Regions from separate parts of the Mus musculus genome. Here region 1 is linked to region 2. Evidence: chromatin contacts called from public Hi-C data. All regions are on one chromosome and are shown on one strand. The core of a region is the stretch at or near the end of the contact, and the rest is flanking DNA. Distances in the headings are between cores, read along the strand shown.

What was found. Hi-C and Micro-C count contacts between places; a contact is called where the count stands out from the background.
Region 1: a contact with region 2 is called in a Hi-C map of neural progenitor cells, with 2.7 times the contacts expected there. The contact joins two enhancer-like sites. A contact is called at or near these places in 1 of 15 datasets of contacts at CTCF or cohesin (large pre-B cells) and 1 of 484 Hi-C or Micro-C datasets (neural progenitor cells).

The regions. Positions count from the first base shown.
Region 1 is chr1:43,589,324-43,592,412 of GRCm38.p6, forward strand. No RefSeq gene overlaps it. Among named protein-coding and RNA genes, the nearest start is that of Gm38628, 90 kb to the right of the region's middle. Within about 2 kb of position 1,733, at least 17 of the 459 cell types and tissues checked have an H3K27ac peak or open chromatin away from gene starts, as enhancers often do. A contact at or near this core is called in neural progenitor cells, where this site is marked.
Region 2 is chr1:43,140,640-43,143,624 of GRCm38.p6, forward strand. It overlaps Fhl2 (four and a half LIM domains 2), which reads right to left. Exons shown (of 6, transcript NM_010212.4): 3 at 1,059-1,233. Among named protein-coding and RNA genes, the nearest start is that of Fhl2, 22 kb to the right of the region's middle. Within about 2 kb of position 1,277, at least 51 of the 459 cell types and tissues checked have an H3K27ac peak or open chromatin away from gene starts, as enhancers often do. A contact at or near this core is called in neural progenitor cells, where this site is marked.

The DNA.
Region 1 (3,089 bases), core at 483-2,982, 450 kb after region 2:
TAGTGGAAATGGAATTTGAAGGGCTGCACAGCCTTTGGCAGAAGCTGACAAACTTCCTGAACTTGAAGCATCAAATAATTAATAACCAAATGCTAATTTTTCAACCAGAAAGACCCTTTCAAGAATCCTGACCTGCAAGTTTGCTGGGATCAAGCAATGCTCTTCTCTCTGTAAAATGCAATCATAGCCAAGCTAAGCAGCATTTCACTGAGAGAGTGAGTTGACCTAATGCACTCCATTTCTGAAGCTGTGACTATATCATCTCAAAGGGTAATGCATGCAAAGCATGAGCTCATTTACCCTTGAGATGTCAGTAACCACTGCGTCTTCAGCTCCACATATTACAGGAAAAGCCGTTTTTGTAATCTAGAGTCCTTATTTTAATATGCTGTACTGTCATCTCAAGACATATTCAGGTCTAAGTAGACTGATGGCAGTGTAGGTCACGGATGGCCCATAAGTCCTCCACAGTGCTTTCTCAGCAATCAGCAGTTGCAGGTGCTTTGTGATATAAAGCTACCCCATGCATGATGTACCAGATATTAGAAATTGGATGTCAGCCACTGAAACTACCTATGAGGCCACGGAACCTTTTCATCTGTCAAGTTGTTGTAGAAACCTTAGTAATAGAAAGTCTAATCATTAAGAACATAGAACAAGGTTCTGAAGAGATATCTAAGCCATTAAAAGCGCTGGTTATTCTTCATGAGGGCCCAGGTTCAGTTCCCAGATCTCATAAGGAAGCTCACAATGATCTCTAATTCCAGTTCTAAGGGGTCAGACGCCCTCTTCTGGGCCTTCTCAAGCACCAAGGATGTATGTGTTACATAAACATGCATGCAGACAAAACACCAGTACATATAACATAAAATGGTATTAAGAAGGAAAGGAGGAGGAAGAGGAGGAGGAGGAGGAGGAGGAGGAGGAGGAGGAGGAAGAAGAAGAAGAAGAAGAAGAAGAAGAAGAAGAAGAAGAAGAAGAAGAAGAAGAAGAAGAAGAAGAAGAAGAAGAAGAGGGGAGGAGGAGGAGGAGGAGGAGGAGGAGGAGGAACACAATGGATTGCTTAGGAGGACCAGGACCAGCAGAAGTGATATGAATGGGGCAGTGTTTGGCTCACTTGGGCTCACAAGGCACATGCAGTTCAGGGTAGCAATTCCTTTGGTGTTTTGCAAGACTTCAGCCACCCAGCTGTGGACAGTGCACAGTCCTAGGGAAATCAGGTTTGCTTATTACCTGGGATCATGCTACCAGAGGAATGGGTGCTAGGTTCAAGTTTCAAGCCTCCAAATGGTCCACACAGCAACCACAACCAAGTTTATATGTGTCCTGCAAAACCCAACCATTGAGGGCTGGTGCCACTCCTCAGGACCTTCACTTACTCCAGCTATCCAGCTGCCCCTAGCTTTTTTTCCTGCCACCTTTCTTTGTTTCCAGCTCAGTCTATACTACTGAAAGTAGGCTGGGAAAGGGAAGTCTACAGGGGAAAAAAAAAGCTTTCTTTGTTGGACCTGGTAATGTAACACCAGGGGAAACAGGACACTCATTGTGTGAGTCTAACAACCTGTTTATATGCTGGAGAAAGGGCATCTGGACCAATCAGGTGTTTATGTGGATAATCACTGTGCCAGGGAAAGTACTCCCTCCCTGGCCATGTTTGTGATTGCAAAAAGACTGGTAAGAACTGTTCAAACAACCCTCGCTTGCAGAGACTATGCCTTCAGGAGTCTGGAAGCTCAGCCACAGTCTTGCACAGCTGTCTCTGAGCAACATGGCTGGAGCAAGCATAAGGGTGGACTTTCTGGCCGTTAGACTGAAAGTCTTTTTTTTTTTTTTTGGCTCAAGGCAGCAAGGCAGAGTCCCAAAGCTGCTAATTAGGGAGTCAAACTGCCCCACCCCCAGTGCCCTTGCTTCTTCACAGAAAAATGAGCATTAGGAAGAGTAGTTATGATATAAACCTATAGAATCTGCCATAATAAAAGTGATTTGAGAAGACTTTAACAAATATAAACAACGCTTACAGCTCTAAAAGTGGAGCTTCTGTTGCTTCATCCTGGTCTGACTCAGGAGTCAGTTGCCCATCGCGTAGGTGAAGTTCAGAAACTACACAGAGCACATTCTGTCTTTTGAAACACAGGGAAGCCCTAAATAAACCCATTGATTTCACTAGCTTTTAGTTACTTGCGTTCATCATTCCTGTTAGAAGCCATGTCCCTGAAAAGTAAAGCAACCGACCCTTACTAGCTCTGTTGCAGGAAATGCCTCTACTGCCTGTTATATTGTTGGTAACTGATTTCACACTCATTTGTGGAATTTGGAGATACCCTGGTATAGTTTAAGCCAAAGAACCAGTTCTTCACTTGAACCTCTGCAAGTGTTTGTGAGCAACATTTTGGTGTTAAAGGGCCCAGAAAATCTGCACAGAGCTAACAGCTCTGTTTTGTCATCATGTGTCCTATGAAAAGCCATGAAGTTTGATTACCTGTGTGCAGGCCACCGATTAGGCCACCCATCTTTACTTCCAACACATTCCCTGTTTCCTCCACCTACCTAGTTCATTTAGCATATGAAACCTCTAAACTCCATCTTGAGGATGCTGATTGGTGTCTACCCACCCCACCTTTCCAGTTTGCTTCCTGATAAACTCTTTTGCAAAACTTGCCATTTAAGTGGATGGTGGAAAGTATAGGGTGTGGCTTGGTGTTACCACTAGTACTCTCAAATAACCAGCCCCATGAGAAGTAAAACTTCCTATAATAAGAACAAGTCAAAGAAAATGGGACAGAATGGGAGCAGTGGGATCAAGAAACAGCAGCAGGGTGAAGATGAATCAACAAAACAAATGGAGACCAGGAAGAACAACCAATGGAGTGGACAGGAAGCCACGCTTTCTTGAGTATCCAGGAAACAGGTGAGAAAGACAGTTCAAATGGAGGAAACCATCAGTGGGGCCAAACACTCTTGAGAGTGAACCACAGCAAGAGGAACAAAGAAGGGGTAAATGAATGAGAACCCCAACTGTGTGTGTGTGTTTCCTTCATTTATATCTGTATGCAACATGTGTACCTGGTGCCCATAAAGGCCAGGAGAGG
Region 2 (2,985 bases), core at 27-2,526:
CTTTTTACAAATAAGAGATTCCTTTGTCCTATATAAAGTCAAGATGAGAGGAGAGACAGGGAGAGACAGAGAAACAGAGAGAGACATAGACAGACAGAGAGACACAGAGAGAGAGAGACAGAGAGAGACAGGGGGGGACTCATCTTCTTCAGGTAAAAAAAGAGACATAGTATCATTGCGTATAGTTCTTAACCCAGTTGTGGTTCTGTCCTTTTTTGATGTCTGTCTATCTAGGACATAACGTCATGAGGTCAGGCAGAGGGTGAAGCTAAGCAACATGCAACTCCTGGCCCATCCTGGCACACCAGAGCACAAATCATAGTTGTTGAAATAACCGAGTGTAAATTCAGCAAGCAGAGCAGATCAAGAAAGCACGTGTACTGGGAGAAGCGAGCGAGGCAGGGGAAGAGACGCATTTCCAGGGAATTGCTGGCATTCCTTTTCTGGCTAGTTCTCTCTAGCCACAAGCTGCTGTATATCTTTGGCCAACCAACCGCAGATCAAGAGTCCCCAAAGAAAATAATTATATCCACTAGAGAACGTATACAGACGTCTGTCATTACACCACACAGCATAACAGTGTTCATACACCACTTGCAGATTATTTTAAATATTTGTGGAAATGTTTTATATAAGAAGGAGGCATTCTGCATAGGGTGCTTGAGAACCTGTGGGTGTTGGTAGCTGAACCCAATTCCTGAGATATCAAAGGCTGACCGAACAGGAATTCCACTTCTCTTAATGATACACCTCACTCCTCTCCCACCCCCCACCTTTTGAGGGGTAGGGGTTGAGACAGGCCTTGGATGTCCTGGAACTTGCTCTGTAGACCAAACTCTGCCTGCTTCTGCCTACCAAGTGCTGGGATCAAAGGCGTGCGACATCCTCTCCCAGTCACACCCCTGCATCTGAGATCGATTAACATATCCTGTGTTCAGGGCCCAGCACTGAAGTATCAACACCAGTGTCTGTCTCTGGACAACTGAGAGTCCCACCCCACAGTCCATCGCTGACCTGGCTCAGTGCCACATGCGAATGATAAAGGCATGCGTTCTGACCTGGCATGATGGTTTTCTTGCATTCCTGGCACTTGGACGAGTATTCATTGGAATAGCAGTCGGTGCACAGCAGCTGTTCCTCCTTGGCAGCAAAGGGCTTGTCCACCAGCGAGCTTCCACACCGGGAGCAATGGAAGCAGCCTTCATGCCAGTGCCGATCCTTGTAGGACAAGTCCTAGAGAGGCAGACACACAAATCGTCAGAGGCGGGACAGGAGAGGTGACACTACTGTCTGACTCAGAGCACAGGGGCCTTGGTGCACTACATTGCTGGAGTGGGTGGGTAAGAGAGGGAGGGGGAGGGCGAGGAAGGACGGCAGATTTGCCTGTGGACAAGCCTGTGCTGTATTTTCTTGATTGGTGATTGATATGGGAGAGACCAACTTACTATGGGCTGGTGGTCCTGTGTGCTATTTAAAAAGCAGGCTAAGCAAGCCACGCGGAAGTGACAAGCCAGCAATCAGCTCTTCTCCTCTGCCTCTGTATCTGTTACTGCCTCCCTGTTCCTGCTCTGACCTCCTTTAGTGATGGAGTGTGGGCTGAGAGTTGTAAGCTGAAACAAGCCTCTCCTTTGGATGTCTCTTTTGGTCTTGCTGTTTTCTCACAGCATGAGAAACCCTAACTTAGACACTGAACTAGGAGGCCTTGTTTCTGAGAGGTTCACGTTCCTCTGAACCCAGTTCTCTCCATGTCAGTGGGTTGGTCCTTTGAAGAGATGGATCAGAGACATGGCTGACACACATGCTGGACTCCCGTAAGTCTAAGTATGATGAGAGTAGGCAGTGAGAGAGCAGAAACCTAAACCTGTCTTTTGAAGGTTAAATACTGAAAGTAATTTTAGAAGAAAAAAAAATTTGGTGGGGAGATCATATGTACTTCGTTGTATATTTTGATAAGTGAAATGCAATATAATCTGCTTTAATTTGAGACCACCTGTCGGTGTGTTAAGTCACTACAAACTGCTAAGCTCATGCAATGTGTACATTATCATTATATGATATGTCATATACATATATTGGTATCATTTGGGATTAGGTATAACCTGGACTCTTTCCATACATATTCCCCATTTTTAAACTTAAACCCCTTATGGGGCCCAAGTAGCAGACAAAATAAAACAAACAGAAAATAAACGGCAGATATTTGCACGGTGAATGATGGTAATTAGGACCATGTTGTAAGCTCACGATACTGCATAGCCCTGAAATATAGTTAGTACTGAAGCTCAGAGACACTTCTAAGCTTCTCCACAGTCACACAGCTGGCATGTACCCAAGTCAGGCTGTGGTATGGTTTCCACTCACTGAACCATACCAGATGGGCGTTGAAAAGGGCCAGCTTTTTCAGAAGTTAGCTGGCCTTCCGCTGTAATACGTCATCCCACTAATGAGGGTTTTCGGTGGAAAGGCTACAGATTGCTTTCCACGGCCACCCACCATTGGACAGAAGTGAAAGAGAGAAGTCAGAAGCCTTTCTTGTAAGGTGGCCTACTGTCACCTGGCAGCAACTCTGCTCAGGGAGTGGGCACTGCACACACCAAGGGGTCACTTTTAGCTAGCAAGGAGAAAAGCTGCACAATTTTGTTACTTTTCGCTGTGACAGAACACCACAATCAAGATAACATAAAGTATTTAATTGGGCTTAAAGTTTTGGGGGATTAGAAGCCATGATGGTAGAGCAAATGCATGGCGATGAGAAGAGCTCAGCTCTCACATCTCAGAACTGTAGGCTGGAGGCAGAGAGTGTGCCACCAGATGTCACCAGTCCCACACAGACTATCGAGAAGGACAGAGTCCTTTGCATTGGTGTTATGAGACATTTGCAGAGAAACCAGCTGAATGCTCTAATTGGTCTAAGGTTTTACGGAAACTCAGAACATTTCTACAACAAAAACACAGCTGTGGTTAAAGACTGCCTAGCTGACAGTC